7 separate regions of the Mus musculus genome follow, and regions 2, 3, 4, 5, 6 and 7 are each linked to region 1. Evidence: chromatin contacts called from public Hi-C and promoter capture Hi-C data. All regions are on one chromosome and are shown on one strand. The core of a region is the stretch at or near the end of the contact, and the rest is flanking DNA. Distances in the headings are between cores, read along the strand shown.

Region 1 (4,126 bases), core at 1,133-3,632:
AAATGTTCCAATGTGTAGGCATTTTTATGGTTTTTGTTTTATATTTCTGTTTGTTGAGACAGGGTTTCTCTGTGTAGCCCTGGCTGTCCTGCAACTTGCTCTGTAGACCAGGCTGGCCTTGAACTCAGAGATCTGCCTCCCAAGGAATGGTAAAGGCATGTACCACTCCTGCCTAGCTCAAATTTTAGTTTTATAGAAGAAAGAAAGTCATAAGACACAGCAAGTTTAAAATACATTGGCAGGTACCTCAGGCCGGTACAGCTAGATAGGTGAGCTATCCTGTAGGCCCAAGATGGTGGGTGAACTTGTTTGGTTTTTCAAGATGGGGTTTCTCTGTATTGTCCAGGCTGTCCTGGAACTCACTCTGTAGACCAGGCTGGCCTTGAACTCAGAAATCTGCCTGCCTCTGCCTCCCAAGTGCTAGTTGACCTTTTGAATTGGCAAGTTAATACACTGCACAAGGTTTTTATCTACTTGTTCTGACATGGAGGTAGGCAAGGAATGGCTGTTGCAGAGGGCTAGCTAGAACTAGCTCAAGGTAAGGCAACTAGCTTTTGGGTCTGCAACATCCCAGTCCGTCCACTGGTACTGACATTCTAATCAGCCAGCCATCTCCGAAGACAGGCTCCTTTTGAGTCGGGAAGTGTCTGTCCTATGGCTGAGGCTCCTGTGGGGAGCTTGCTTCAGCGAGCCTCTGGGACTGGATCGGTAGGAGCAGGCAAAGGGACTCATTACCCCCTCAGCCTGCGAGGCTTCTCAATGACTGCAGAAAGGAATCCTGGTAGCCTGCCTCAGCCTTAGAGACCTGGGGGAGCCAGTGGGGAGCTGCACACTCCTGCTGTCCCCTCACTGACCTCCAGACTCTCTCTGTAGTGACTGCTTTTGGTTGGCTGCCCAAATCCTCTGGTCGCAATACAGGATCCTGGTTCTCAGAGCCATAGTCAGAGCTGACCTGGTTCTTCCTAACATCGCTGTGGGGAGTTGCAACTGGTTTCACTTATATCCTGAGTGGCAGTCTGCTTAAAGCTGTTTTATCCTGCTTAAGTTTGTTAACCCCTAGTTGTCAGGTATCTGCTTTCTTCTTCTGCTGTCTGCTTGCTCTAGTCTTGGAGAAGGGTAGGGAAGAGCCTCGTGGAGGACAGGAGATGACTCACAGTATCAGGAATAATCGGATTGGTAAAAATAAACACACACAAGACAATACCTAACACCATAACTCCACCCTGCACTCCTTAATCTTTACCAGGCAGTAAACAAAGTTATAGAACACAAGTTTGCATATTTTTTTTCCTCCTGCTCCCTCTTCCAACAAAACACGAAAGCTGAAATAGAGAGAAAGGAATCCGATCCCCGTGATTTGAAAAACAAACAGATACCAACTCATCAACTTCTACTCATCTGAAGCTTCCCACTTCCGGATAACCACATTCTGGGCGTCCTCGTGTACACAGCGGAGGCTGGCAGCGCTGGCCGCTGTGTACAGCTGGCAGCGTTAGTTACAGGCTCAAGCCCAGAGCTCTGTTCTCATCTGTCTTCAAGGGCCCATGGTATGCACTAATAGCTTTAAAATTCATTTAAAAAAAGATGTATTTTTTTTTATTATTTTTAAAATGTGAGTACACTGTCACTCTCTTCATGCACACCAGAAGAGAGCATTGGATCCCATTATAGATGGTTGTGAGCCACCATGTGGTTGTTTGGAATTGAACTCAGGACCTCTGGAAGAGCAGTTAATGCTCTTAACCGCTGAACCATCTCTCCAGCCCTTAAAATCCTTTTTTTTTCTTTTCTTTCTTTCTTTTTGGTTTTACAGGGTTTCTCTGTGTAGCCCTGGCTGTCCTGGAACTCATTCTTTAGACCAGGCTGGCCTGGAATTCAGAAATCCATCCGCCTGCCTCTGCCTCCCAAGTGCTGGGATTAAAGGCGTGCGCCACCACTGACCGGCTTAAAATTAATTTTTAAGTAGCTAAATAATATTCCATCCCTCATCCCCAAACGGGAAATCAAACCCAGGGCTTAGAGAAAACAACCCCACAATCCACGAACTGTTTTGAAAGCTAGTTTGCAAAGATAGGGCCGGCTCAGGGCAAGACTGAGCCGTGCACATGCGTGGTCCTGCTTCGCTCTGTACCCTCCTCCCTCCCAGGACCTGTCCGTACCTTCCACTTCTCTCGAAGGGGAGACGGTTTCTCTGATCTGCAACTTTACAGGCAGGGAGTGGAGTCCCAAGAACTCCCAGAATCCAGAGGAAATTTTCCGCAAATCTTTCCTCTTCGGTAGGGACAGGGCATGGACTGACTAATTCTCTCTGACTTTTTTGAAATGTCAGTTTTGACGTCACCCCTGCAGAATGGCTTCTCTCGGCGGCCGGAACCATCTACGCTTTTCCGCGGGGCGACTTGCCGCGCCGAGGGGCGCGCGTGGCCGAGGGGCTTGGATTCCTTGCCTGGAGGAGCATTACGTGACACAGCAAGGCTCCGCACATCCTAGTCGCCTGCGGGGGACGCAACGCTGCTCGCTCCGGCTAGTCACTGGCGTTGCCTGCCCTCTGCCGGCCTGCGGATGGTTCGGTCCGGCTGGGTCACGCGCTAAGGCTCAGTGCAAGGGCCTGCGGAACGGGCTAGCACTTGCCGAGGGGCAGAACAGTGGCGACAGCCCCAGGACAGTTGCGAGCGGGTTCCGGCCCAGCATCCGGGAGACGGCGGCAAGCGCCCCAGCTGGGTTGGTGTTGGGCCATAGGGCTGAATGGAAAGCGCGGATGGTAAACACCTGGGAGAGGGAGGTGGCAGGTTCCACCCCCCGTTTGGGGTAATTGCTTTAGTTTGACTGAATACTGTTGGGGACGTCGCCCTGCCAGTCAACCTCCGTTTTCTAGCAGGATGGCCGTCTGAGGACAGGGCAGGCAAGACACCTCATTTCTCTCCACTCTTAACAGGGTAACTCGTCCTCATGCGTTGGAAGAAATGGTTAGCCCTGGGATTAGCCAGTGGATCGCCGTTGAGGTCACAAGTGGCCCATAACAGTAGGGGGCCAGGAGGACCTACTGCAAGTATAGGGTGAATTTCCATTTCTCGGGGGTGGGGGTGGGGAAGCCTGGTACCACCCATGGTGTCCGGCAGAGAGAAAGACTACAGCTAGTGTATTGCTGGCAGTGCCGAGCTATCATAGTTGTCATTAAACAGTAGAGAGGACATGGCACGTGACAGTGTTTGCTCTGCTAGTGTCAAGTGACTGGGTGCTCTTTAAAGGAAGTCCTGCTGAAGTTGGCAGTAGTAGAGAGGGGAGTGGTTCTAAGTTGGAGATAAAGTTCCCTGCTGAGTTTCTTACCCACTCTATACTAGCTAGTGTAGTAGGGGGATCAGTGAGTTTCCTGTGGGAGACAGTTACAGCTCCTGCTGACTTCCGTGGAGATCCTTGTAACCCCTTGTTTGCCTACAAGGCACTCTTAGTGGCCTGGTGCTGTGAGAAGACAAGAAATAGAGATGAGGAAAAACTAGGGCACACCAGGGAAGGATGGTGTGGGTCTCGTTTGCCAGGCTTGTGGTTCAGACAGCGGGAGCAAATCTCGTACATGCACAGCCTGCCTCTCAAAGTATGACGCTGAGGAGACTGTCTTCAGCTCGAAAGGTTACTAGGAAAGGGTGGTTAGGCACACTCCCAGAAGCCGGCTCCTGTGGTAGAAGAATGTGGTAGACATTGGGATTGGGAGAGTAACAGAAGACCTAGGCTCCTTCCTCACCGGAATTCAGACGCCATATGCAATCCCGTCAGAGAAGCCTGTTGCCCAGTGCCCAGGAGGATTTCCAGAGGATAAGTGACAGTTGGTGTTACGGGCTGGGAAGGATTAGAAACTCAGGTAGTAGGTTTCTCGGTGGCTGCAGAATGGAGTGTCATGTAGGTTCCATTACAGTCTTCCAGGGGCTGCCTGGGCTGAGGAATGAGTAACCAGAAGATTCGAAACTCTTGTTGGACAAACCCCCTTTTTTTCTTTTTTAAAGATTTATTTATTTATTTATACACTGTAGCTGTCTTCAGTCAGCACCAGAAGAGGGCATCGGATCCCGTTACAGATGGTTGTGAGCCACCATGTGGTTGCTGGGAGGTGAACTCAGGACTTCTGGAAAAG
Region 2 (4,126 bases), core at 691-3,190, 970 kb before region 1:
TGACTTCTCGGTGCCCAGCACCTCAATGCTTTCCCCACTACTGATGCTCCCTTTCATATCCATATCCAGGTAGTCCAGGTTCTCTTGGGGGTCAAAACTGCGTGCCTCTGTTGCCTCCACCCCCGTGTACTCTTCATCGCCAAGTTCCTGCTCCATCTTGATCAATACAGACTCCACACTGGACTTGTAAGAGCCAACGCTAATTAACACTTTAGGAATGGGGCATTCTTCTACAGGCTTGGGAGGCAGCCTGTCCTGACTGGGCTGAGAGGGTACATTCTCTTGCTTTTCCATCCTGTCATCCACCTCTACAAAATCTTCAAAGAGGAAATTCGTTATGGGCTGTTGTTTTCGAAGCACTCTGTCAATCTGACTGGTCAGGAGGTAGCACAGGTCTCCTCTGAACATGTGTTCAATGTGGCTAAGCTGGGCCAGGGTCTGAGTGAAATACTCAGTGTCACAGAGTTCCTCCAAGGTCTTCAACTTCTTGTCAAAACACTTGGTGGACTTTGCTTTGATGAGTTTGGGGGTGTAAGCCGGTCTGCAGGTATAAAGGTCTGCATTAGCGGACTCCTCAGGATTAGAGGTAGTGGATACCTGGTCAGCCTGATCCTGGGTATGCTCTGTATCACCAGGCTGCAAGTCAGGGATCTTCGTCTTCTGACGAGGGTATGAGCGGATCTGCCTCAGCAAATCTTGATGTTCGATGATGGACTTCTCCACATTGGCCAGTTCATTGGCTTTCTCAATCGCCTGAGAAGAATAAAAACCCTTGTCGTTGGCTTTCTTCTGGATCTCGGTTTCTGTGTGTAGCACTGTCCTTGTGTAATCCAAGTCTTTCAGCTTTTTTTCAAGTTCCCCAGCGAATGCCTTCCTGTTGCCCATCTTCAAGCACTCAGATGCTTTGGAAAATTCGGCCGAGAGCTCTTGGAACTGCTGCATGATTTTATGCTGGTCTGCGGAGATATAAGCCATACAAAAGGGCCTCACAAAGCCCCTGGCCTCCAGGTCGTACAAGGTGAGGTGGTGCACATATGCAAAGGCCCCTTCCTTAGAGTCTCCCAGTACCACTTTAGAGTCTTCCACAAAGTTCAACTTGGGGTAGGCAGAACCGGGAGGATGGCCTACGAATGAAGCCTGGTAATCCACCGACATAATCCGCAAAGAGAAGTAATTAAGATCAAAAGTGCCAAAAACTTTGGTGTCATTGGGGATGGTAAGCAAGGGCTGGGGTCCCACCTGCTCAGAGAACTCGGAAATGAGGATGAAGTCCCTGGAGAACTTGGCCCCAGACAGTTTAGACCAGGGGTTTGCCCCCTGGCTGGCATAAGGAAAGAGAGGGACTGAGTACTCCTCAGGCAAAGCGGGCTCATTGTAAGGTTCTTCCTCGTATTCATCTTCCTTGGTGAAGGCCACCACATCAGGGGCGCTGATCATATTTCCTGAAATATGGCAAGCACATTGAGAGGAAATGGAAAATAATGTAGGGTTGGTCGGAGGGAGAGTCAGGCCTCTGGATGCGAAAACGAAGTTCTTGCGGCCTTCTTTGCACTTCCGGGGATCCTAAACTGCCCTGTCACACAACGAAGAACTCGAATTGCCGCAGACTCTCAAGGTTTGGGACCTGTGATGCCCTGGGCAAGCCTCATGAACTCCAAAGCTGCAGGTCCAGATGACGGAGGCTGGCCATTCTCCAGCGTTTGCCCGGGCCGGCGCAAGGTTCCTGAAGCTAGGTCACCAGCACTCCCCGGAACCTACCGGCGACATCAACAGTCCCAGCTCTGATCGTGTCATTAATCCTCGCCACGGGCTACCGCAGAATCAGTCAAATGAGTCTCCCCACGACCTAAGGGCAGAAACTGTCGCCGCTCCTAGGACCGTACTGTCCCAGGGAAGCTACCGCGGCACCGCCATCTTGGTATCACATGACTCCCCAGCATCAGCGTCGCGTGACCCGGAAACGCCCACACAGACTTCCAAGTTAGTGGCGCCTTTTAAGAGGCCCTGCCAATCAGATCTTCCAGAGGACAAGTCCCGTTAACTACCCATTGTCATAAAGAAAAGGAAAGTAGAATACAGTGGGGTGGAAGGGAGGAGGAGAAACGGTGTTGGAGGAACGTGCACAGGGCATGAGGCATTCTGGGAGTTGTAGTTCAAGGCTGCTTAGTGGCGCAGTGGGCGGAAGTTGTCTGTGAGCGCGAGTTTAAGCGAGACTCGGACGTGTGGGTTTCTGATCGAGGCGGCAGTTGCCTGGAAAAACTGCATTTATTAAGGTGGCTCTCACAGTTCCTCGTGGCTTTTCCTCTGGGTTCTCCAGCATGCACGGGCACCCGTGGAGTTGCTGCTGGAGCAGGACCTAGGGAATGATCTTCCCGGTCACCCTCTTAGCGTTTCAGTGGCACCGACGGCCTGGAGGCCGTGCCCTGTCCCGCGCTGCCATGGAAGTGGCCTTCCGAGGAGTGCGAAAAGTTCTCTGCGTGGCGGAGAAAAACGACGCTGCCAAGGGGATCGCCGACTTGCTGTCCAACGGGCGTATGAGGCGGGTAAGAAGCACTTGGGTTCTGCTTCCCTGAGGAACGCCCACAAAGTCCGACAGCGCGTTGGGTACCGGGAGCCCGGGCGAAAGCGACTCCGCCTATTTTGCGAGAGGCCCCTCCCGGCCGCCCTCACTTCTCGGTTTCTCCCTAGCCTTCAGGCTTTTTGTAAATGTAAAACCTTTTCACGCTTTTGATAGACCTTTGCTCGCCGGATCTGTCTGCTCGGCTCACATACCAGTGGAGCATTGCTCTCCCTTCTTTGGGTCTGGAGTGTGAGAACACGTGTATTTTAAAACTCTTCCTTGGTCAATCACAAGTTCAGTAGTATTGGAAAGCGGTAACCAACTCCTTTATCTTGGCGTTCAAGCCTTACTTATGGAATCCTGTCCCTGCCTTCTGCAGACCCTGTGACTAGGGTGGTGGCACCCTAGGGGTAACACTTAGGTTTAGGAACTAGAGAAGTCAATTACTACTCCTATAGACTGATTCTAAGATACACGAAAGATAGGATTGTCTCCTGACAAAACGGAGGTGAGAAGGGTAAAACCCCAAGGACTGTTGCGTTATCATTCAGCTGGAGGCCCTTCCTAGGAGCTGTTCCCTTTTCTTTGCAAACAGTTGGATCTCCAGACCTCTGCCTCCAGTTTTAAAATACCCGGAAGGGGGAGCCAAGGTTAGGTGGGCGCTGGCCCCTAACTACTTCACCTCTTAAAAATGTCTTTGAGTAATAATTTTTTCTTTTCTGTTTTGGAGACAGGGGTCTCACGATGTAGCCCTGGCTGTCCTGGAACTTGCTAAGTAGATCAGGCTGGCCTTGAACAATGGAGATCTGTTTGCCTCTGTCTTCTAAGTACTGGGGTTACAGACTGACATTCAGCCTAACTACTGCTTAGATCTCTCTCTCTTTTATTTTTTAATGTCTATGGGTGTTTTCCCTACATGTATGCCTGTGTATCAGACACATGCCCACCGAGGCCAGAAAGGGTATCAGATCTGGTTGTGAGCCACTATGTGAGATATGGGAATCGAACCTAAGTACTCTGAAAGAGCAGCAAGTGCTCTTAACTATTGAGTCATCTCTCCAGCCCCTTAAATGTCTTTTTTTAAGGAGCGCCCCCTGCCCCCCATACACGCACACACTTGGCCGGGGATTCTTTTCTCCCTCTCCCCCACCCCCTCTCTTTCTCTCGATGGCTAGTTGGTTGGTTTTTGGAGACAGGTTCCTCTGTGGTGTAGTCCTGTTTGTCCTGGAACTCACTATGTAGACCAAGCCAGGGCTTCTGAATCCTGTACCATCACAACACTTAGAAGGCATCTACAGTAATGAGACTGCCAAAGCTGGAATAAAAGAGATTGTTGCTGCTTTGTCCATACCATTGAGTAGATTGGAATTGAGTCTTTAAAACTGTATTTTATTCAGAGGGCTGGCAACCCTAGAAGACAGCTTGTCTCCAGCTGGCAGGTTATATAGAGACAATGGGGGTGAGGTAGAGAATGAAAGGCGGTCAGTCGCTTTGGAGTTCAATCGTGCCCCCTGGTCAGCCATATTTTGAGATTTGTGTTGTTCTGTAAGGATAAGTAAGAGTTAA
Region 3 (4,126 bases), core at 1,113-3,612, 920 kb before region 1:
GGGGCTGGCTGAAGGCAGCAGGAGGGGGTTGGGGCTTTTGGGGCGATGTGGCTCTCAGCAGGCTCAGTTCCTTCCAGCTGTCCCCCTTGGTGTCATCCTCATCTGGAGGGCTGGTGGCCCTGTCGATGAGCTATAGGCAAAGTGACACAGATCAGAGCATCGGGGGCCATGGCAAAGCTGGGGGGAAAGCAAACCAGGAAGCTAGGGTGAAAAAGTAGGGGCCCCGTGTTCCAGTCCAACCTCAAAAGTCCCACCGTCCCCCAGCTCCCCAGTCTGGCCTTCTCCTGTGGAGGTTTCAGGCAGGCCTTGCCCCCTTGGCCTTACCCGCTTTACAGCCAGGGTAGCAATGCCCAGCACTGCAGCCCCGCCCACACCTAGCACCAATCGAGCATTAGCCAAGAGGAAGTCCACCACACTGCCCAGGCCCTCGCTGCCGCTCTGTTTCCTCTGCTTCTGGGAGAACTCTGCCATGGTCACCTGCAAAGAGATGTAGTTCGTAAGGCATAGATGCTTAGCAATGACCAAGAGGGTGGTTTCTGGGGACCCGTGAGAAAGGGGCTGCTCAAAGAGTTTCTTGGAGGGAATCAGGGGACCTGCCAGCCCCCTCCCTGAATCCTGCAAGCCTCCAAGCCCTGGAAAAGGGTTCATATAGGAAGGATCCAGGCCTTTCTCCTGACTCCACCCCAAGACCTTGGGAATCTGGGTTCAACATCACCACCCTGAGTCTACAAAGACAAAAGTTGCCAAGCCACAAACTGAGTGCTAAGGTCTGGGATTCACAGCACAGCCCCCAGACTCTTCCACTCCCAAAGCCTGAGTATTTTCCCCATGCCTCCTGGTCGAGTTCCCTCACTCCTAATCAGAACCTACCCAGAACAGCCATACTGTGTGAAAACCAGTCAGGAGGAACCCAAAGGCCCAGAAATACTTGTAATATGGGTTTCCAGAAAGTTTGCCTGGGTGGGGCCTGTCAGACCTTTGATAGACCCTTAGCAAATTCAGGAATCTAGATAGTGGCCCCCCCAGACCTTGACAAGAAAACTACCTGGGCTAGGGCAACCCCATCAGAGCCAGGCTGAAGGCCCCAGGGTGCAGTGGTGAGTGAAGTAGGCTTAAATAAACACTGAATCAGGACAAGCTGGCCAGGGCCCATGGACTCGGAACAAAGTTGGAGAGGGTAAGAAGGTGAGAGAAAGGCCCGGAGCCAAGGGCTTCTGTTTATTTGTACGACCGCACCAGTAAGGACTGGGAAGTGTGTGACTGGCCCAGTCAGGAACTTGGGAAAAAGTCACAGAAATCCACAGGCCCAGGCCACTAAGCCAGAAAGGTCATTGCCTGCCGGGGCACCAAGGACTTCAGCCCTTCTTTCAGGGCCATGGTTGCCTTGGGACTCAGTTGCCAAGTGACAAGATGCCTAGAGTAGCTGAAGCCTTAGGCACTGTGTGACTCAGCTGAGACACCTGTCCATGCTCCCCAGACTAAAAATAAGACCCTGTCCTCGAGCCTGGTAAGGTCAAAGGGCAGCCAGGGAGCCTACTCCAAGCTCAGAAACAGCTCTGCTCTGTTACTGCCCACCACTGCCCTCAGAGCAGTAAGCCACTCTGCAAATGGAAGGGGCTTGCATTCCATCACCTGTCTAAAGTGGGACTCAGCCCTACACCTAGAGGGGTCTTGTATTCAAACTCCAGTAAGAAAGGAATAAAATAGGTGACTAAATATAACCCACTTAGGCCCTATGTGGTGGTGCAGGCCTTTAATTTCAGCACTGAAGAGGCAGAGGCAGTCAAGGCAAGCCTGGTCTACACACTGAGTTGGAGGATAGCCAGAGTTACATAATAGAGCCTCTATTCAAAACAAAACAAAAATAACAAAATAACCCGACTCTTGACAGCCTGAACTTCACCTGTTCTTACATTCTGGCCAAAGCTGATTGCTTCTGATCATGACTGAGCAGAAACGTGTAACCAAATAGGCTCTTAGACTCTATTCAAGAGCGAAGTCACTGTGGCCCTGGAAATCGTGTGCAATACCCAAGTCGGGAAGAGGCACCGCTGGGATTCGAACTCTGCTCTTCAGTTCCCAAGTCCTCCCTCCCACCGCAGTGACCGCAGGCCACGCCCCCACCTGCCCCGGGATGCGCGCCACGCCCAGTGCTGGGAGACACCGGGCCACCCGGTGCGCTGTAGCCGTACCTGCGTCCGAGCGTCAGCGCATGGACCCAAGGACAGGGCGAGTAGGACCCTGGAGGCCCAGGACTCGCCTAGGAATGGAACGTTCAAACCCCGGGAACCGAACGCCGAGGCCCGAGGCGGCAAGTGACCCGAAAGGCACGCTGGATAAGCAGGCCTTCGCTCCAATCCGAGCGCACAACTCCTGCGCACACGTGCTCAAAACGGAGCAGCTCAGCCAATGATCGCCAGGCACGCCCCGGGACCGTCTGGGGCGGAAACCACAAGCATACTCCGGATTTAAAGGCGCAAGGTTATATTGATAGCGCAAGGGGGGCGGGGGAGGTGGTGAGTGTGACAATCATTCAGGGGCTTGTCTAGTTTACTTACTTTCGGGTGTTTTGTTTCTTGAGAAAGGGCCTCACACTAAAGCCACAACTGACATCGAATTCTCAGCAGTCGTACTTAGTCTCACATCTGACCTTGTGTGTACTTGTAATGAGAGCCTCAGTGTGGAGTCTGAGCTCATGGTCCCTTGGTGGGCCAGGCAGACAAAACTGCAGTTAGCCCAAAGGCCCACATTCTGCCTCTCAAGTTCGCCCCTGTTAGAGTGCCTGGTGGTTCCATTTCCGTTTGGCCTGCCTGACACATAATGGGAAAAGAGCTCTGCCATCTGTCGTGGGAACTCTATCAGTCTCTTCCCTCCTGAAACCCGGGATGCCAGACCCTGGACTTCCATAGAACAGCTGTGTCTGTTTATGGGAAACCTACTGTATGCTGGCCAGGGCAAGATGGCCACTAAGAGCTTGGCCCAGGAGATATACACTGATCTAGAGCACAAAACAAATCAATAAAGAATGGTGACTGGAGTCCTGATGCCAAGGGAGAATTGTGAGTGTTTGTGCAGCCTGCTCTCTAAGCTGCCACATGTGAGTACTCTGGCAACTTTGGGGACCGTGTTACACATGATCAAAGTTGAGTCCTGAAGCTGAAGGATTAGGTCCCAAAGCCCCGGAAGTCTCACCACTACCACCACCACCACCACCACTGATCCCTCACACACAAACTGCCTGTGTCCCTGACGTTGTTACCACCATCACTCCTGGGTCACGGCCAGCCCCAGAGGCTACAGCAGCCCAAGCGACAGTGCCTGGACCCCACCCTCCACGTTCCGACAGGAGACTGGAAGTGTTGATCATCTCCAGCGGGACCCCTACAGGCCTCCCCAGAACTCTGGTCCCAGGGAGGCCTCGCAGCTCTGGGAGTCGCCTAGCAGCACTTCCCGCAGAGGCCGCGGCCGGGAGGCGGCGCGCGCGGGTTAAAGGGGCGGGGCCGGCGCTGACCCAGCCCGCGGCTCTCGGCCGCCCCGCGTCCTCCCTGCCCGTAAGAGAGCTGCGCCACCATGGAGGCCACCGGGGTGCTGCCGTTCGTGCGCGGCGTGGACCTCAGCGGCAACGACTTCAAGGTTAGCTGGGGGAGAAGGGGAAAGGCGACCCCTAGGCCGTCTCCCCGGGCCGCTTCCTCTGCGCTTCCGGGACCGGCGGGCGGGGCGGGCGGGCCTCCGCGAGTCTTCCCGGGCCTGCCCCGCCCGGGGCGGAAGACCTGGGCGGGGGCTCCGGGGGTCTGGGGCCGCGCGGGATTTGAGCCCTCAGGCCGCGAACCGGACCCCATGCCACCGAGGGAATACGCCCTAGCCAGCCACCGCCCCACACTGTGGTCTCGGGACGTCACTTCTCCCTCCGCGAACTCGGGGTTCTCTCCAGTCCTAGGGGCTCAGGAACAGCCCGTTTGGTGGCGTGTAATGGAAAGAGATCTGTTAGTAAGGAGTGTGACAGGTGCGCCAGGTCCTAGGCGGCAAGTCTGTTCAACTGCTAGACTAGGGGGACAAGCAGCCAGCAGCCCTGGTTCTTGACTATAAAGAGCCAGGCTATGGGCGTGGTGGTGCACGCCTCTAATTC
Region 4 (4,126 bases), core at 817-3,316, 890 kb after region 1:
AGCCCCAAACAACCCAGTCTCTCTCCTGTCTCCCTCCTGTCTCTCACTTTCCCAAACCTCAGCAGTTTCAGCCTCTTTGTCATTCTCCCCATTTCTCTTTGTTATCTCTCTGGGCTCCTGACTTCCCTCTGTTCTCTTCTTCACTTTATTTCTGTCTCCTGTTCACTGTCTTCCTGTTTCTCCCTCTCTCCTTCCACTTCCCCCAGCTGTTCCCATGCCTTGACCCCCTCCCCCACATCTGTGCTCTCTTTCTGGTACAAGGGTGTGACATAAAGGCAGACGGAACTACACCATACACAGAGCTTGCAGGGAAAACAGCTTTGCCTAGAAGCAGGTGTCACCAAAGCCTCTGCAGCCTTAGGACTCAGGGCTCTGGGGACCGAGGTCTGGAATCCTGGCTGACACTGAGAGAAGCTGAGGAGTAGAAGACACTCCCCCCAACACACACACACACACACACACACACACACACACACACACACACACACACGAAACCTCACCTGCCACCTTCAGCCACAGGGTGGCCTGGCTGTGGGATGTGTACTCCTTAAACACACAGTGATAAGTCCCGTTGTCAAACACGGTGACGTTGTGGATCTTCACAGCAGCTTCTCCCCTGGCTACATGGCTGCCGTTGAATGAGGTCCTTCCCTTATATTCCACCATCTGCTCGTCATACACATCCTCCCCATTCTTGTACACATGCACGACTGACGAGGGCTTGTCCCTGTACCACCTCAGCTCCATGCCCTCAGCGCTGATGTTGAGTGACAGTTTGCAGGGCAACTCTTTGTCTTGACCAACTATGGCCAGAAGTGGGTGGGGAGGTCCAAGGACGAGGAAATCTGATTTTCCTTAGAGATGCAAAGGAAAGGACTAGGTTAGGTCACAGGCAGGAGGCAGGGGCTCCCCTTGTGCCCCCATTTTCCTCTTTGAGAGTTCCCTTAAACCCCAGCTTTGTTGGAAGCCCCAACCTGACGCTGGGCGCTCCTAGGGTCAGAAAGGGAGGGGCGTCCTACCGTTCCCAGAAGTCAGGAGTTGCAGGAAGATGAAGCTGACCAAGATGCTTGGCAGAGTAGCATCTCCAGGGTGTGCCCTTGCCATATCTATTGGGGACACATAGAATTAGATACACATTAGTTATGGTGAGAGAGAAGCTAGGGATCTAGTAGGAGAATGGAGAAACAGCTTAAGAGAGGTAGCTGCTTGTTCACCTACCACATGAGTTCTTAGTCCTAGAAACAGGGTCGTTCCGCACAGACCCCACCTGCAGAATCCCGCGGCTGCCCCTCTGTGTGAGTGAGGCTCCCTCCACCACCCACTCCTGTGTGACTTTATACACAAGCTCCTGCCCTTTGCAGGCACATGGAGAAAAACTAGCTCCAGTAGGCAACTCTCGGGTCATCAGAACCCTGTGACACCCTCCACTGTCTAACTGCCCTGAGACAGTTAGCAGAACCCTCCAGCTAGGGTTAGAGGACACAGCTCTCTCCTCAGCAGGATGAGGACCCCTCCCCCCCCCAAACTCAGGAATTTAGGGTAGTTAGCACAATCTGTTTGGAGAGTGTGTTTTGGTAACTGGGGGGCCAGTCCCAAGAAGCCCGTCCTGGAACAGCCTTAGGCTGCCCTTCATATCTAGTGTGTCCTGTAGGCAAGGGCTCTTGTGTGGCTCCATCTTGGCTTACTAGGGCAGCCACAGGTTCTCCCTGCCCATTGAGCATGTGGAGACATCCAACCCAAAATATGGAGGCGCGCCATTAAAGAGGAAAACACTCACTTACCTCTGAGCCGGCTGCCTGCTTTCCAGGTTCTGCTGACTTTGAGAGCGTCAGAGTTGGTTGGGTTCCCTGAGAATTTCAGATTGGCAGGGCACAAGCCAAGTGATCAAGCCTCGCCTCCCAGCGATATGAGAGGGGAACCTAGAAACTGAAGAACAGACAAGCTCACCAGCTTCTGTTGAGTCTGGTTACTGCCATCAGAAAATAATTAACTCTTACCTTCGGTAAGGGCAGTTTCGACAGGAAAAAAAAAAACCCTCCCTAAGGGGCATATGGCCAGCTGTACTGAGCATATAAGATAAAGACGCTGGGATGAGGGATAAGGGAAGGCACGGAGATGAGGGGAGGTGGCCTGTAGGAGGGTGGCAGCTGGGCCAACTTGGGGACATCAGGAGCCCAAAGAAGAGGACATCTATTATTCGTGCTGGGATCCTAGCCAGCCGTAGGAGTTGGGGAGTTCAGATAAACTCTGGTTATTGAGACCTTTGAGAGCAGCCACGTTGGTGCCGCTGCCTTTGGGAACATTGTGACATGGTATCGAAAGTGACAGGATTTTGGCTTTGGCTGTGGAGACTCCTGTCCAGAAATCCAGGGCAAACCCTTCCTCATCTCTTCCCTCTGCCCCATCACCGTAAGGTCCTGGAAGCTTCACCGGAGCCAGTCTTACACCTGTCAGTTGAGTGAGGCACTGGGCCAGGCTCTATTTGACCTGGTTGTCCTTCTTATTGACTTAAAAGGGTTGGTGTCTCTAGAGACTTTGGGTAAGGGAGGGCCACTCGGCTCTGTGCAGGGCGGAGTGCTCACTTTAACTCAGCAGATGGTGTAGGACTCTTTTTTTTTTTTTGAGACAGGGTTTCTCTGTATAGCCCTGGCTGTCCTGGAGCTCACTTTGTAGACCAGGCTGGCCTCGACCTCAGAGATCCACCTGCCTCTGCCTCCGGAGTACTGGGATTAAAGGTGTGAGCCATCACACCCGGTGGTGTAGGACTCTTAGGTGCTCTAGGCCAGGCAGTAATAAGAAAGTCCAGGCCCAAGGTCTTTTCTGCTTGTCTCCTTGGGGTGCACCTTCTGGTAAACAAACACCAGGGGGCGCCACATGAAACCATGAGTTATGTTAGCTAGGCAGCAGTGCCCCCTGCAACTCATCTCCCCGATCCTGTGAGTCAGAACGGAGGACTTACACTATCTAGAGAAAGCCCTCAGCAGCCTGAGTGTTTGGTTTCAGACGGGGACAAGGGACTGAGGTGCATACTTTACACATCAAAGCAGCCCTGCCCTCCAGGTTCTCCCTGCATCCCTTAGTCCCTACCTGGCATACCCTGCCCCCACCTTAAACTTTCCTGCCCAGAGGCTGGGCTGTCCTTGCCCCAGAGGCTCCTCCCTATATAATCCAGACATTTTGGTCTCTTCTTCTCCTCTTCTCTCTCTCTCCCCTCCATCCCTTTTCCATGGCGACTTCCCTAGCCTCAATCCTTGGGGCCAGTGAACTTGCCCACCTGAGAGCAGCTTCCCAATAAACCTGCCTTTAATAGAATCTAATCTGGTTTAAATTGGCTCATTTCAGTGGCAGAGAAATAACTTATCACTGAGATTCCTCAAAAAATTAGAAAAAACACTACCCCATGAAGCGTCCCACCACAGGGAATGCACTCAAAGGAAATTATACCAGTATGTAAAAATGATGGATGCACTCCGAATGCACTGCCACCCTAGGGTTTTCATTTTTTTGTTTGTTTGTTTGTTTTGTTTTTCTTTTTGAGACAGGGTCTCTCTGTGCAATAGTCCTACCTGTCCTGGAACTCACTCTGCAGATCAGGCTGGTCTCGAACTCACAGAGATCCTCCTGCCTCTGCCTCCCGAGCGCTGGGATTAAAGGTATATGCCACCACTACCTGGCCAGCCCTATTCTTGATAGCTAAGAGAAATTAAATAAACCCACAGCACTGGAGGGTGAAAAGCTAGGCAGCAGGACTCTGCAACCAGAACAGAGCGAAACCTATCATTAGTAACAAGATGCACAGAACTGGAGATTTTTTATGTTAAGTAAGATGAGCCAGGCACAGAGAAATGAGCACAGCACTAGCCAACTCATACATGGCAGCTGAGATGTTGATCTCAGAGAAGGTGAAAGTAGAATGCTGTGGAACAGAGTTTGGGACCAAAGGGGTTGATCGATGGATGCTGAGGTAAGTGTTAAATAGCAAGAAGTGGTGATCTGCTAACACAGAGGATCTGTACTGACTACAGAGCATCTGTATTGATCACAGAGCATCTGTACTGATCACAGGAGATCTGTACTGATACAGAGGATCTATACTGATCACAGGGGATCTGTCCTGATCACAGAG
Region 5 (4,126 bases), core at 759-3,258, 730 kb before region 1:
ACAACAACAACAACAACAACAACAAAAAAAACTGGCCAGTGCACATCTGTAATCTCAGCACCTGGGAGGCCAAGACAGGAGAATCAGACATTCAAGATCATCCTCCTTTGTGTAGAAGGTTGAAGGCTAGCCTGGGCGACCTGAGACCCTCACCCCATCCCCACCCCCAAAACGATAAAACAAAATGCAAGACAAGGAGACCACATTCATAGAACTCGAACTCCTATGCTAGTCTTCAGAAAGATGCTTTCAGATGAATTCTCAGATAAGCTACTATGGCCACTTCAAACCTGCCTGCAGGTACACAATTCCACATTAGTCTTATCCTGCTATGAGTTTCAGACACAAGCTTCCTATGGTTTGCACGCAAAAAGAAAAAAGGCGAGTCAGAACCATAATAAGAACCGGCTCCCGCCAGCTGTGGCTTCCCCGGAACCGGGTGGACACTTTTAGGCGGCAGGGTGCAGGGCCAGCCCCTCCTCCCAGGTGTGTTACCTGAGCACAGTCACGCTCCCCCTGCGCACCGGCAGAGAAAGCACAGGTTCCGACACCCGGATGGGCTTGAACTGGAACTTGCAGCCGAAGCAAAGTGCCGAGTCGCTGAAGAAAGACACGGACACGATGGGGCGCTCGAAGATGTGGATGGGGTCAACGTGGGACACGATGCAGCCGCCGGGCTGGTAGTCGTTGATGACCGCGCTGTTGACGAAGCCCTCGGGGATGACGCGGTGCTCCACCAGCTTCTGGATCACCAGCTGATGCACCCAGTCCGGGATCTCGTCGACGTCGCCCGGCGGGTAGAGGCGCTCCTGGCCCGGCCCGCGCTTCTGCAGCTGGGCCCCGTACGTGTAGCCCTCGCCGAAGAAGTACTTGTTGCGCAGGGGGGCCCGGTCCACCGTGTGCTCGTTGTACAGGCCCTTCTCGGCGCGGGACACCACCTCATCGATGCGGGCCTCGATCTTGGAGCACTCATCCTGACTGAAGAGCCGGATCTGCCGGATGCCGCTCTTCACCTTGCGCGCCTCTTCCTCCTTCTGCAACTGATGCTCCTCGTAGTCGCTGCGCTCGGGGTCCGAGTCCTCCTGGTATTTCCGCTTGGTGGTCCCGGACGCCGGGTAAGGCTCAGCGGCGGCCGCGGCAGCGGCAGCGGCAGCCACGGCGGCGGCCGCAGCGGCGGCGGCCTCCCGACTGCCCGCCTTGTAGTTGTCCCGGGACGTCATGGACTTGAGCTTCTCCCGCAGGTCGGTGTAGCCGCTGGCGGCCGCCATGGCCCCCGCCAACTCAACTCTAGGGTCCTCCGCGGCGGTCCGGCATGGCTCTCAGGGGACCCGAAAGGGACCCGAAAGGGAAGCGAGGGTCCTCAGTGCCAGGCCCCCATGCGTGGCTCAAGGGACCAAAGGGGTAGGCGTAGAGGGGCCGGGAAGGGGTCGAACCTCAGCCGCGGTCGGTCATGCAGCACCAGCTACAGCGGGGCTTCCTCCTCCTCCACCTTCTCCGCGTCCTGAGGGAAAAAGGCGCCGGCAGCGCCTCATGCCGCGGAGGGCTTCGGCCAAGACTCCGCCAGACTCCCGGTCGGACCCTCAGACGCCCGGCCCGGCCCGCACTTTAAAGCTCTCCTCACGACGTCACCGCCAGCCCGCCCGACCTCCGACAGCGCCGCTCCTTAGCGGGCTTCTCGACGCGCGTGCGCACTGCCGGCGGCCACGAGACTCCACGTACTTTGAGCATGCGCGTGCGTGCCGCCCAGTCGGCGGAGAGGCCGGCGCATGCGCAGACGAGGCCCGCTCGTCGGCCGCCGCCCCTCCCCCCACCCGCGGAAAGCTTCGAGAACAGCTCCCGAAAACAACAATTTGCCTGCACGCCAAGCCGCCTCCGGGGCCGAGGGACTCCACCCGCCGGAGTGTGCTCGCGGTGTCCACTGGACAGCGCTGCCGCGTCACGGCATCGTGCGGATGCCCGCAGACGCCTCAGCTTCCAGCGCACAAATCCTCGGGAATCGCCACAACCCAGTCCGCCCCGTGACCGCCCCCTTTGGAGCTTCCACTTTCTTAATTGGACTGCCGGCCACGCGTTGGGCAAACACGGACTGGAGTTTCCAGAGTCGGTTGGTAAATCATGCTTGTCAATCAACTAGTCTCCTTGGCTACTGCGTCCATCACTTAATTAGCTTCGGGCAGAAGCTCGAGGACCCCTGAAGAGTGAATGGGTGGCTAAGTAAGTGCCTGAATGGAGTTCTCGGCGACGAAAAGCCCTCAGGACTCCGGTGAAGCTTCGGAAACAGTGGAAAGTTAAAATTACGGGCAGGAGAGCATCAGGCCCAAACTGTGGAGCAAGCCAGGACAACAAAAGCTGGAGGCGCGCGGTCCGGGCACCCACACCCCATTCCCGCCGCCATCGCTTCCCGAAGCGGACGTTCCACAAGTCACGTCCCGGGACTGCCCACGGGTCGCGCAGCCGCGGGCACGCGCACGGGCACGTCACGTTCCTACTGGGGTTGGGCGTTGTTATAGGGGGCGACAAAAAGGCTTTCCTGTCTGAAGGGCGCAGATTTACCACGGATCGGTCCAAATTGGAAATATTCTTCAGACAGAAAATAAATAAATTGCACAGTGGGATGGTAAATGCGTCTCAGCACTCTGGAGACTGGTTGGAGGATAGCTCACAAATTGGATGCCAACCTAGGCTACACAGCGAGCCTCTGTCTCAAAACAACTACAACAAACCCAAACAATAAAAAATCCTGAAGCGGAGGAGAAAGCCTGAACAAAGGTTTAGCCGTGCTGGAGGTCCCTGGGCACTCCAGCAAATAGGAATAGCAAAGAGGTTCTGCTCTGAACCTCCCCAAGATGAATTCCAGCTTCCTTTTCTGGTTCCCAGTCCCTTTTCCAGTCTTTGATACTCCGTCAGATTTTCATATATCGCCGCCCCTCCTGGCTGTCCATGCTGTCTGTCATCTGTAATGCCTGTCCATCTACAGTGTCTGTCACACAGCTCACCCCTTGTCTTCCAGGCATCCCAGAGTCTGGTGTGTAAAACCAGGAACCAGTACTTACCTCGAACGGTGGTTGTGAGGATGGAATGACGCAGCAGAAGGATTGCTGATACAGCATCCAGACCTCAGTCTTCTAATCTGAAAACTGAGGGTGGCAGCAGTCTCTGTTGGAAAGTGGGGACTGTGTGGTAACTTGGAAAAGTTTGTGGAGTGGAAAGCCAAGAAATTAGGGAATCCAGGCCACCCTCTCTCCCAAACAGCAGGCAGACAAAAGGGAAATGGGTCTGGGGATTCCCGGGGCAGCCCCTTGGGCCCAGGTGACAGAGAGAGGGTGGAAGGGCAGCTGCAGGTAGAAGATGGACTGAAGGGCAAAGCCAGCTGAACTGGACTTGAGCCCGGTCTGTACTGTGTGAACACCTGGTGGGTCTCTTACCTGAGCAGTTTGCCTGGGCAGATTGAAGCTTTTCAGGAGCCCAGCTCTCTAAGCCTCTGATCTGCCTTTCATGGCGGGAGCTCTTTACCACTGCACCCAGATGCACCTAATAGCTAAGGTCCCCAGCTCTGCTCACCCAGGCAAAAATGACCCTCTTTGGGTACGGTGCACACCTTTAAACCCAGCACTAAGTTTTGTGTGTGTGTGTGTATGTACCTCAGGAGTTCAGGGCCAGCCAGGGCTACATAGACTGCCTCAGAAAAAGATTTTTTTTTTTTTAAGCGACTATCCCATAGGTTGAACTCTCCAATCCCAGGGTGTTTTCTCCTTGACTGTGCTTTTTAGTCAAGCCCAGATCCTGTGGGGAAAAAGCCAGGCTGCCTGGGTTGAACTTCACAAGGCCACTTGCACAAGTCCAATACTGTCCGCACTCCAGCAGCAATTTCATAATTATACCAGCCTCACTGGGATATTTTAGGGATTAAATGAGTTAGCATTTATCCAGGGCATGGCACATAGTAAAATTTGTTTGTTTGGTTGGTTGGTTGGTTTGTGTTGGTTTTGTTTTGTTTCTTTCAAGATAGAGGTTCTCTGTGTAGTCTTGGCTGTCTGGAGCTTGATCTATAGACCAGGCTGGCCTTGAGCTCACAGAGATCCGACTGCCTTTATCTCCCGAGTGTTGGGATTAAAGACCCTGGTTT
Region 6 (4,126 bases), core at 866-3,365, 640 kb before region 1:
CACAGAGGGAAAGCCAATCAGTGCCACACGGGCATCACCTGACTTCATGACATCAAAGCCCTCTCCTTTGGATGAGGCGGATTTGGATGGTTCCAGGAGCTGGGCCCGATACTTGGCCAGTTTTGCTTTCAGCAGGCCCAGGTGGTACTCGGTGGCTGGAGGATGGAAAACAAGACAGGAACAAGTGTCAGGGTCTCTACCTGGAGGGTCAGGTGGGGACCCACATAGGGCCAAGTGCTGAGAACATCAAGACCAGACAACAATCACCTCAAGGAGACCTCAAGGGTTCCCCTGGTACCCCACTGGTATCTCAGCATCCTAAGGAGCACGGATGGGCAGCACTAATGGTACTTGAGGCAGACAGAAGGTCACAGGGCTGCTCTCTGCTCACTCTGGAGCTTTACTCTCTCCTGGTAGCTGCCCTAAAGATCACGAACCAATTCCGAACAGCCGGGAAGTTCCTGAATTCGTGACTTGTCACATCCTGAAGACGTCCAGAGAAAACCTGGGTCAGGCTTGAAGGCCTCAGGTCTGCCCTGCTTCTCTATGGACACAGGGCACTTTCTGTAGTGCTGGAATTCCATGTGGTGCACCACTTCATGGAAGAAGGGGACACTGTGGCATACACAAATTTGCCATGCTGTGATCAGCCCCTGACGGAATCCAGGAGGCCACACAGCCTCCCTGCACACGTCCCATCACTGCGGCCCCAGGCAGAGGATGGGTACCTTGTGCTTAGTTCTCCTGACATCACCCAGCACTCATGGAGGGAGAACAGACTGTTTCACTGTACACCTGTCCCTTTTCCTTCTCCTTTATAGTATTGTCAGGCCGGGCGTGGTGGCGAACGCCTTTAATCCCAGCACTTGGGAGGCAGAGGCAGGCGGATTTCTGAGTTCAAGGCCAGCCTGGTCTACAGAGTGAGTTCAAGGACGGCCAGGGCTACAGCGAGAAACCCTGTCTCGAAAAACCAAAAACCAAACCAAACCAAAAAAAGTATTGTTAGGGTTACCATACTGCTTCCAAATTCTGGGGAACAGGGTTAAGTTACTGAGAAGGAATTCTGTTTCAGGTCTTACCGAATCCGCATGATAGCAGGGACATGGTTGAGACTGAGGACCTCAGCTGTCCTGCCCCAACTCCTTCCACCCTTCTCTGACTTTATCCTTGCCTCAGGACCTATGAACCTGCTGTTGCCTGAATTTAAGTCAGATCAATCCCACCCTGCCATTACTGCCTGGAAAGGTCACTTAGCCTTGTGCATCCGAACAGGAAGGGCAGCAGCACTAACTCTGTCACCACATTTCTTCAAGACTCGGGAAAGCACCAAGGCTAGACACTGCTTGGCAGTCCCACCTCTCCACTGATCCCCAACCCTCACAGTTTGATGCTTCCTTGGTGTTGTGTATTTGGGGTGGTTTACTTTAAATATTAGGTGATCACTCTGGCAAGGGCTTTGCACATGTGAACCACAACAGAGCGGGTGTTATCCCTATCCACAGATGAGGACATTGGGTCGCCAAAAACTGACATGACTTTACAAGGTTACATAGCAAGAACGTAGTGGACAAATTCTCCAGTCCCTACTTCCTTGACACTAGCTCGCTGGCGCCTGCCTGTCTGCCGGGACAAGCTGTTTTGTGAGATGTCTTCTCTTGCCCTTCTCAGCATGAAGGCCCAGCTGCCAGGACCCTAGGGGAAAATCTCCGACACTGCCTTTCTGGGTCACGGGCTTATTGTGCGCGCTGAGGTTTCTCTACTTGAACACTGAGTCCAGCACAGATCAGATCTCTCAAGAACCCTGAAATCACGTCGCTGAATGTGCCCGCTCCCGCCTCACGCACGCCTCGGCACTTCCCCGGTGTTTCTCCGGCCTCGGTGGTGGCTCCAGTTGTCCCCTCATTTTACAGACAAGAAAAACAAGGAGGGTAGAAAGGGAGACCCCTCCGATCCCGCCCTTACCCTTGTTCTTCTGCGTTCGAGCGATCTCCTTCTCGATCTCCGAGATTTTCTCCAAGATCCCCATAGTTGCAGCTTCGGCGGAGATTCACGCTGCCTATAGCTTACAGCGCTGAGCGCTCACGTCTAATGCCGGAAGCAAAGCAGTCAGAACCAGGAAGCGCACCAAGAATGGAGTCCTCCCGAGCTCCCGGTGCTACGAGATTCGGAGTCCGGGCACACCACGTGGAGAGCAGATACCATCCGTTCCTACCTCGTCCAGCTGCGATGAGCATCCGGGTCTTGACTTTGGTTCGTTAGGACCAGACCCCAAACTGCTTTGAGTTTGCAAAGCAGAGGGGGAATCTCTTTTCTCTTTGATAGTGACAGAAAAGGAGATGGGCAGAAAGTCTTAAGGCTCCCATTTTGTAAAGGCAGTAAAAGAGTCTTGGGGTCTAGCCTGCTGGAGTAACCTTTAATCCCAGTACTCAGGAGGCAGGAGCAGGAGGATTGCTGCGAATTTGAAGTCAGCTGGGTTGCACAGCTAGTATCAGTGTCAGATAGGAAAGCAAACGAAAAGTTCAAAACTGGGCTCAGCCGTTAAGAGCACTTAATGCCAGCTTTAATGTGGGGTATTGTTTTTTTGTTTTTTTAATTTTTAAATTAGATGTATTCATTTTATGTGTGTTTTGCTTGCATATATGTATGTACACCATGTGCATGTGCCAGTGGAGCTCAGAACAGGGCACCAGATCTCCTAAAAGTATAGTTTCAGACGGTGGTGAACAACCACGTGGGTTCTGGGAATCGAACATGTCTGTTTCAAGAACAAAGTGCATGGGGTCACCAGTCTCGCTTGCATTGCAGTTTCCGAATAGGTATTGCAAATTACAGCTGTTAAATGACAGTGCCAAGATAGAATGAAGCTCTGGCTGTGAACTCCAAGTCTACACACCCTCATGGTAATGCAGTAGATGTGTATGCTGTTTCTGCAAGGTAGTACGATTTAAGTGTGGTAGGTTTATATGATGTTTTGAGTGGGTATCAAAAGGTGATGGAGCATTTTGGAAGCTGGGGTGGTCAATGCAGATGAGAAGGCCTGAGAAGCCCAGGCCCAAGTCCTCAGGTCCCTTCTGCCTCAAATTTCCTTTTAAAAAACAATTAGCATTCAAAATAATGGGTTATAACATTTTAAAAGATGTTTTATTTTCCATGTATAAGTGTTTTGCCTACATGTATGTGTATACCACATGCATGTCTTCCTTGTTGCCTGCAGAGGTCAGAAGAGGGCATCAGATTGCCTGGATCTGGAGGGATGCTTGTGTCCCACCATAGGGGTCCAGAGTCAAACCTGTGCCCTCTGCAAGTACAAGTGCTCTTAAGCACTGGGCCATCTCTAGCCCCATAACATTTCCATTCATATACCTGTATCTTGCACTTCTTTTATTCCCTATCCCCACCCCTTCCATCAACTCCTTCCTAATATGGCTGTTGGAATCTTTTACCACCACCTTGTAACCCCAGAAGTAAGCTCACTTTGACTTTACAGTTGGGGGAAATGGCTCAATTTCCAAGAATGCTAACATCTTCTCTGCTGTCTGCTTCATGATCCCATGGTCCTTAATTTTTTTGTTTTGTTTTTGCTGCCTGCCCGAGAATTGGGCCTACCTCAAGATCAAGGAAAAGGCAGCTAGCCTTTCCTTCAAGGAAGATCCGACTCCTCCAAACCTAAGTCTTGGAAGCCAGCTGTGAGCTCCACTGTCCATGCAGATCTGTGGAGATGGGGCTGGTTTGCACAGGGAGAGGTCACTATGCTCTATGTACATATTTAACTTGTCCATCAAAAGATACTTCAGCAAGGTCAAAGACACTGGAGAAAACCACAGAGGACACAGAGAGTTAATGTTCAGAATACAGTAAGGCCCATGACTCAACAACACAACAACCCCATTCTGCTGAGTTACTGATGTAACCCAAACATAACACAGTGATTGACGTGTGTTTAGTGCTTAGAAGAACCTGCCAAATCAGGAGCCTTAGGACAGTACGTGGTGTAGAAAGAGCCCTATCCCTTCTCCCAGAGCTTCCAGTTCTAGATGGGATGGATTCTAATCACACATAAGACAAGGACTACAGACTAGTGATGCCCAGTGCTACTCTCTGTATGCTAGGGATGAATATATGTGTG
Region 7 (4,126 bases), core at 486-2,985, 610 kb before region 1:
GCCCAGAGAAGATGAAGCTGAAGTTTCAAAGTTGTTCAGGGACTGGCAGCCACCAGCCAGTACTCAGATATCCAGGTCAAATAGGGGGAGGTAAGTGGACACAAAACAAAACTGTGTTAGATTTCCCAGTACTTAGGCATCTGAGGCTCGGAGGAAACTCTGGAGCTATGCAGATAACAATCAGCAACACTACAGCCAGCAATAGCAACCAGCTAGATCAAGGTGCGAGGTCTGGGGAGAGGCCAGGGGGACTGCCAGGGATGGGAAGGAGCCACAGCAGGGTAGGGTAAGAAGCCTGGGACAGGAAGCAAAGTGTAGCAGCGGATGCCTATGAACTGACTGACGCCGGGTTTTGGTACTGGAAGGCCCCACGAGACAAGGTCTTAACACTAAGTGGTGCAACTGGAGATATTTGGGTGTGAGGCTCCCTGGTCTTTGGGGAGCCTCAACCTCTGTGGGTTGTCTCAGCCAATGGAGGGAGGTTGGCCACCTCTCCCCCGTCAGCAGTGGGCTGACTGAGTTCTCCTAAGGAGCAATGTCCCTGGCACTCAGGATGGAGTTGGGGTCAGAGGAAAAGCTTCATTCCGGGAGAATGTGACACTGGCCGCTATCGAGAGGTACTGAGTTTGGGGCAGCCAATGGAGAGTTTTTCAGGATCCGACAGGGACTGGTGGGAGGGCTGGCTGGTGTAGGGAGGACAGGACTTGGGAAGAACCGACTCAGGCTAAAGGACGGCTAGTCATGGGGGAGCTTCCGGATGCCCAAGCCGGCGAGTCAAAGGCTCTAAGTGTGGGACAGTCTTCGGGGTCTGTCGGAGACTGGCCACTACAGGCTCTGAGTCTAGGGGTGGGCTAGGGGTAGGGTTCGAGAGTGTGACATCAGCTGGGCAGGTCCCGGTGGGAGGCGCCGGGTGCAGGAGGCCCCGGCAGTGAGAGGGCCTGGTCCGCGGCTGAGGGCTCGAGGAGCCCAGGGCAGGCCCGGCCCGTGAGCGCCGCGAGGAGGCCCTCGGGCCCGGCCTTGCCGCCTGGCGCTCACCTGCAGCACCACCTCTACGTCGTACGAGTTCCCCTTGCTCTTCTGGTGGCCACGGAACTTGGAGCCGCTGTAGAGCAAGCTGGTGGCCACGCCGGGCTGCTGGGTGTTGATGGGCGGCGGCGGGATGAGTGAGGCCGCGGATGTGGTTGAGGCACCCGCCGGCGGGGGACACTCGGTGCGGACCGGCATCGCGGGGTCCCCCGGAGCCAGGGCTGGGGGAGGGGGAAGGAACCGCCGCCGCCGCGCGGGAGCCGAAGCTGCGGGGAGGGCGGACCCGGGCGCGCACGCGCGGGGGAGGGGCCGGGGAACCACCCGCCCGCTGAGGCCAGACCAAGCGCTCGTGTTGCCACCTGGACCCGGAGACCTGCAAGCAGGGCCTCCCAGACCTGAGCTGGGTCTCCCTTCCCACTTGCCCTCGCGGGTACACACACACACACACACACACACACACACACACACACACGCACGCACGCACACACACACACACGCGCATACACACTCACTCACTCATACACACGCGCTCACACACACACGCGCGCGCTCACACACACACAAACACACACACACTCTGCAGCTTCCAATTGGCGCGGGCGCGCTGGAGAGGCGGGAGCAAGCTCACGCGGCGCTTCCGCCCATTGGCGGACAGAGAAAGCACGTGGCGCAGAGCGCGAACGGCCCTCTGGGACTTGTAGTTTTCTTCCCGTGGCGCGGCATGGAGGGGGCGTGGCGAGCACGTTTATGATGCTGATTGACGGGGGCGGGAGTGGCGCGCAGCGGGGCGCACGGCTGCGACGGCGCGCCGTAGGTGTCATGAGGAAGATGGCGGCGTGCTGAGGAGGCTGAGGGCTATGAACCCTTGGTGAGAGGTTTCCGTACAGAACCAGCGAGGGGTGTGGGGTTCTCTTCGCTCTTTTCCTGTACTCTGTTTCCACGCATGTGTCCACCCAGGTCCTTGGGCAGGATGTGGCGAATCTACCCCCGGCTGAGGGACCGGTGGCGCGGTCTCTTGGACCGGCGTCTCAGTGACCCCACCGTCTCAGTATGGCCGGGGCCAGCTCCGCAGCCTCCGGCCCGGGCCTATGTCCCGCCAACAGGTGAGGCCCGGACATAATGTGACTTTTTGGTCAGGAGCCAAGTCGGGCTCACCTGGAGGAAGGTTTCTGACGTGCAATGCGGGGTGACAGGCAGGGTTCAGGCCTATGCGAATATTTAGAGCAACAGAGTTCTGTTTCAATTTGAAAAATGACATCCAAACAAGTGCGAGGGTGACTTTAGGGGACACAGCGTGCCCAGGACACGAGATATTTGGCTCTTGAGGCTTTTCTCAATTTCCTTTATTTTTTCTTTTCTTTTTATTTTTTCGGGGATAGGATTTTTCTGTGTAACCCTGGCTGCTCTGGAACTCACTCTATAGACCAGGCTGGCCTCGTACTCAGAGATCCTCCTGTCTCTAGTTCCTGAGTGCTACCACCACTACCACCACCACCACCACCTCCCAGCTTCAGGGTTTTTTTGTTTGCTTGTTTGTTTGTTTGTTTGTTTTTCCTTTTAAAGGGGAGCAGGTGTCTTAGTTGGATTCAGAAAGGAAAATTTGGGCTTTCAATCAGGACATCCAAGGTCACAGAGCAGACTGGTTGAGGCTATGGAAGGCAAAGACTGACCTGACTGTGTTGTGTCCTCATGACTGTGTTGTGTCCTCAGGACCCAGCAGAAGACTTGGCACAGAGGCAGGCCTTAAGTCTTCCACCACACACAGCACACTTCCTTAGGGGTTTGCGGGCCCTCTGTCCTAGTGCAGTGCCACAGCCTCTGCATTCTCTGCAGCTTTCTCTAAGTGGGAGTTTATGCCAGGCTTCTTTGACCTACTAAGGACTGTAATAAGACTGAAAGAAGGTTATTTCATTGCTTCTGAAAGAGAGATTGCTACAAGTGAGGTTCACTTCAGTGAATGAAAAGTAGTGATGACCTCTCTAAATTCAGTTAGTTGTTTTGTGTTGAGGGCATGTGGTCTCACCTGAATGATTCTCAACATCAGATGCAGGATTCATTATGCTTACGAAACAATAGTTTGCAATATATTGTGATATGGGAACTATGAAGGACTTAAGAAATCACAAGGATGAGCGTGTACAGGGTGATTGAAAGGGCATTTAAACTGGGGCTTGAGAGATGAGTAAGAGTTTGATGGGGGAGAAAGGGGGTGTAACATGTCCAGAGGTGATGACTGGGTGTTAGAGGTCTTGCTGCAACACTGCCCTCATTAGGCAACAATTCCATAGGCAGTTTGGCAATTGGCATAAGAGTACAAACCTGGGGTCTGTTGTTGGCAAAATCTCTGAGGTACTGTGGTCTTGGGCATGTATGATGTTGCTTTCTTTGGTGATCTGAAGCATGAGATTGCCTTTAAGAATTCTTTAGGCTGTAAATCCCATAATTTCTTGTTTCATTTAGTGTGTATATATCTGTGTGTGCACTTGGCATGCACATGGAGGTCAGAGGACAACCAGCAGGACTTGGTTGTGGCTTTGAGGGACTGAACTGAGGATGTTGGGTTTAGTGGTCAGCGTCTATACGTGGTGAGCCGTTCAATGGTCTATAGCCCATGATTTTATATAACTGGGGAAGGGAGTGGATGCACCAGGGAGCTGATTTTTGCTTATCAGGACACAAACGAAGGCCTAAAAGTGGGGCAGAAAAAGCCAGTAAAGACAAAGGAAGAAGCTAAGAGTAGCGTCACACACATGTATCAGCTGCTTGGGAGCCTGAGATAGGATCACTTGAGGTCATGGGGTATGGGGAGGAGGAGAACGGGCTTGACTTACAGATAGCTCTCTGTGCCCCATTCATTCATACATTCCTATTTTCTTTCACCTTTGACTACCTACTATGTGCTAAATAATGCTAAGAGCCAACTGGTAAGTCTGTAATACAGAAGAAAAGATGGCAGATCAAGCACCTCCACAATGGAAAACAAAAAGCATCCATGCGCTTAAATTGACCCTTTGCCTATTTAGTGAACTCCTGAATGTGTTCCTTTGTTTATGCCGTGCCTCCCTAGGGTATGCTTTGCTCTTTTTGTCCTCCCCAGGTG

What was found. Promoter capture Hi-C pulls out the DNA fragments that hold promoters and counts their contacts. A called contact is a pair of places that touch in the nucleus more often than the background predicts. Capture Hi-C pulls out chosen DNA fragments and counts their contacts.
Region 2: a contact with region 1 is called in a Hi-C map of B cells, with 12 read pairs. The contact joins the promoter of Smcr8 here to the promoter of Flcn in region 1. A contact is called at or near these places in 1 of 484 Hi-C or Micro-C datasets (B cells), 2 of 115 datasets of contacts at active chromatin or transcription factors (astrocytes and thymic regulatory T cells) and 1 of 9 other capture datasets (macrophages).
Region 3: a promoter capture Hi-C map of liver shows a contact between it and region 1, with 3 times the contacts expected there. The contact joins the promoter of Mief2 here to the promoter of Flcn in region 1. A contact is called at or near these places in 4 of 39 promoter capture datasets (the C10 cell line, liver and pre-B cells), 2 of 115 datasets of contacts at active chromatin or transcription factors (astrocytes and memory CD8 T cells) and 1 of 9 other capture datasets (embryonic stem cells).
Region 4: a contact with region 1 is called in a promoter capture Hi-C map of liver, with 2.6 times the contacts expected there. The contact joins the promoter of Btnl10 here to the promoter of Flcn in region 1. A contact is called at or near these places in 4 of 39 promoter capture datasets (the 3T3-L1 cell line, cranial neural crest, liver and 1 more), 2 of 115 datasets of contacts at active chromatin or transcription factors (memory CD8 T cells and pancreatic cancer cells) and 1 of 9 other capture datasets (liver).
Region 5: a contact with region 1 is called in a promoter capture Hi-C map of pre-B cells, with 4 times the contacts expected there. The contact joins the promoter of Alkbh5 here to the promoter of Flcn in region 1. A contact is called at or near these places in 8 of 39 promoter capture datasets (the C10 cell line, HPC-7-derived erythroid cells, cranial neural crest and 3 more), 4 of 484 Hi-C or Micro-C datasets (CD4 T cells and embryonic stem cells), 9 of 115 datasets of contacts at active chromatin or transcription factors (bone marrow-derived macrophages, double positive thymocytes, embryonic stem cells and 5 more) and 2 of 9 other capture datasets (embryonic stem cells and liver).
Region 6: a contact with region 1 is called in a promoter capture Hi-C map of embryonic stem cells, with 3 times the contacts expected there. The contact joins the promoter of Drg2 here to the promoter of Flcn in region 1. A contact is called at or near these places in 1 of 39 promoter capture datasets (embryonic stem cells), 1 of 484 Hi-C or Micro-C datasets (CD8 T cells) and 2 of 115 datasets of contacts at active chromatin or transcription factors (extraembryonic endoderm stem cells and memory CD8 T cells).
Region 7: a contact with region 1 is called in a promoter capture Hi-C map of liver, with 5 times the contacts expected there. The contact joins the promoter of Gid4 here to the promoter of Flcn in region 1. A contact is called at or near these places in 20 of 39 promoter capture datasets (the 3T3-L1 cell line, 3T3-L1-derived adipocytes, the C10 cell line and 13 more), 6 of 115 datasets of contacts at active chromatin or transcription factors (the SCID.adh cell line, double positive thymocytes, extraembryonic endoderm stem cells and 3 more) and 3 of 9 other capture datasets (adipose tissue, liver and pancreatic islet).

The regions. Positions count from the first base shown.
Region 1 is chr11:59,808,295-59,812,420 of GRCm38.p6, reverse strand. It overlaps Flcn (folliculin), which reads left to right and starts at 2,382. Exons shown (of 13, transcript NM_146018.2): 1 at 2,382-2,761. It overlaps Gm16062 (predicted gene 16062), which reads right to left and starts at 2,341. Exons shown (of 2, transcript NR_045686.1): 1 at 2,160-2,341.
Region 2 is chr11:60,775,339-60,779,464 of GRCm38.p6, reverse strand. It overlaps Smcr8 (Smith-Magenis syndrome chromosome region, candidate 8 homolog (human)), which reads right to left and starts at 1,940. Exons shown (of 2, transcript NM_001085440.1): 1 at 1-1,940. The coding sequence starts at 1,437. It overlaps Top3a (topoisomerase (DNA) III alpha), which reads left to right and starts at 2,100. Exons shown (of 19, transcript NM_009410.3): 1 at 2,100-2,543. The coding sequence starts at 2,364.
Region 3 is chr11:60,726,634-60,730,759 of GRCm38.p6, reverse strand. It overlaps Mief2 (mitochondrial elongation factor 2), which reads right to left and starts at 2,362. Exons shown (of 4, transcript NM_001009927.2): 1 at 2,193-2,362; 2 at 325-477; 3 at 1-130. The coding sequence starts at 471. It overlaps Flii (flightless I actin binding protein), which reads left to right and starts at 3,497. Exons shown (of 30, transcript NM_022009.2): 1 at 3,497-3,633. The coding sequence starts at 3,571. Mir5100 (microRNA 5100) reads right to left here and starts at 2,097; the gene lies at 2,034-2,097.
Region 4 is chr11:58,915,848-58,919,973 of GRCm38.p6, reverse strand. It overlaps Btnl10 (butyrophilin-like 10), which reads right to left and starts at 2,066. Exons shown (of 6, transcript NM_001363414.1): 1 at 1,782-2,066; 2 at 1,020-1,106; 3 at 501-854. The coding sequence starts at 1,104.
Region 5 is chr11:60,535,565-60,539,690 of GRCm38.p6, reverse strand. Alkbh5 (alkB homolog 5, RNA demethylase) reads right to left here and starts at 2,008. Exons shown (of 4, transcript NM_172943.4): 1 at 496-2,008. The coding sequence starts at 1,268.
Region 6 is chr11:60,452,580-60,456,705 of GRCm38.p6, reverse strand. It overlaps Drg2 (developmentally regulated GTP binding protein 2), which reads right to left and starts at 2,115. Exons shown (of 13, transcript NM_021354.2): 1 at 1,963-2,115; 2 at 1-155. The coding sequence starts at 2,026.
Region 7 is chr11:60,414,754-60,418,879 of GRCm38.p6, reverse strand. Gid4 (GID complex subunit 4, VID24 homolog) reads right to left here and starts at 1,735. Exons shown (of 6, transcript NM_025757.4): 1 at 1,036-1,735. The coding sequence starts at 1,224. It overlaps Atpaf2 (ATP synthase mitochondrial F1 complex assembly factor 2), which reads left to right and starts at 1,846. Exons shown (of 8, transcript NM_145427.3): 1 at 1,846-2,129. The coding sequence starts at 1,970.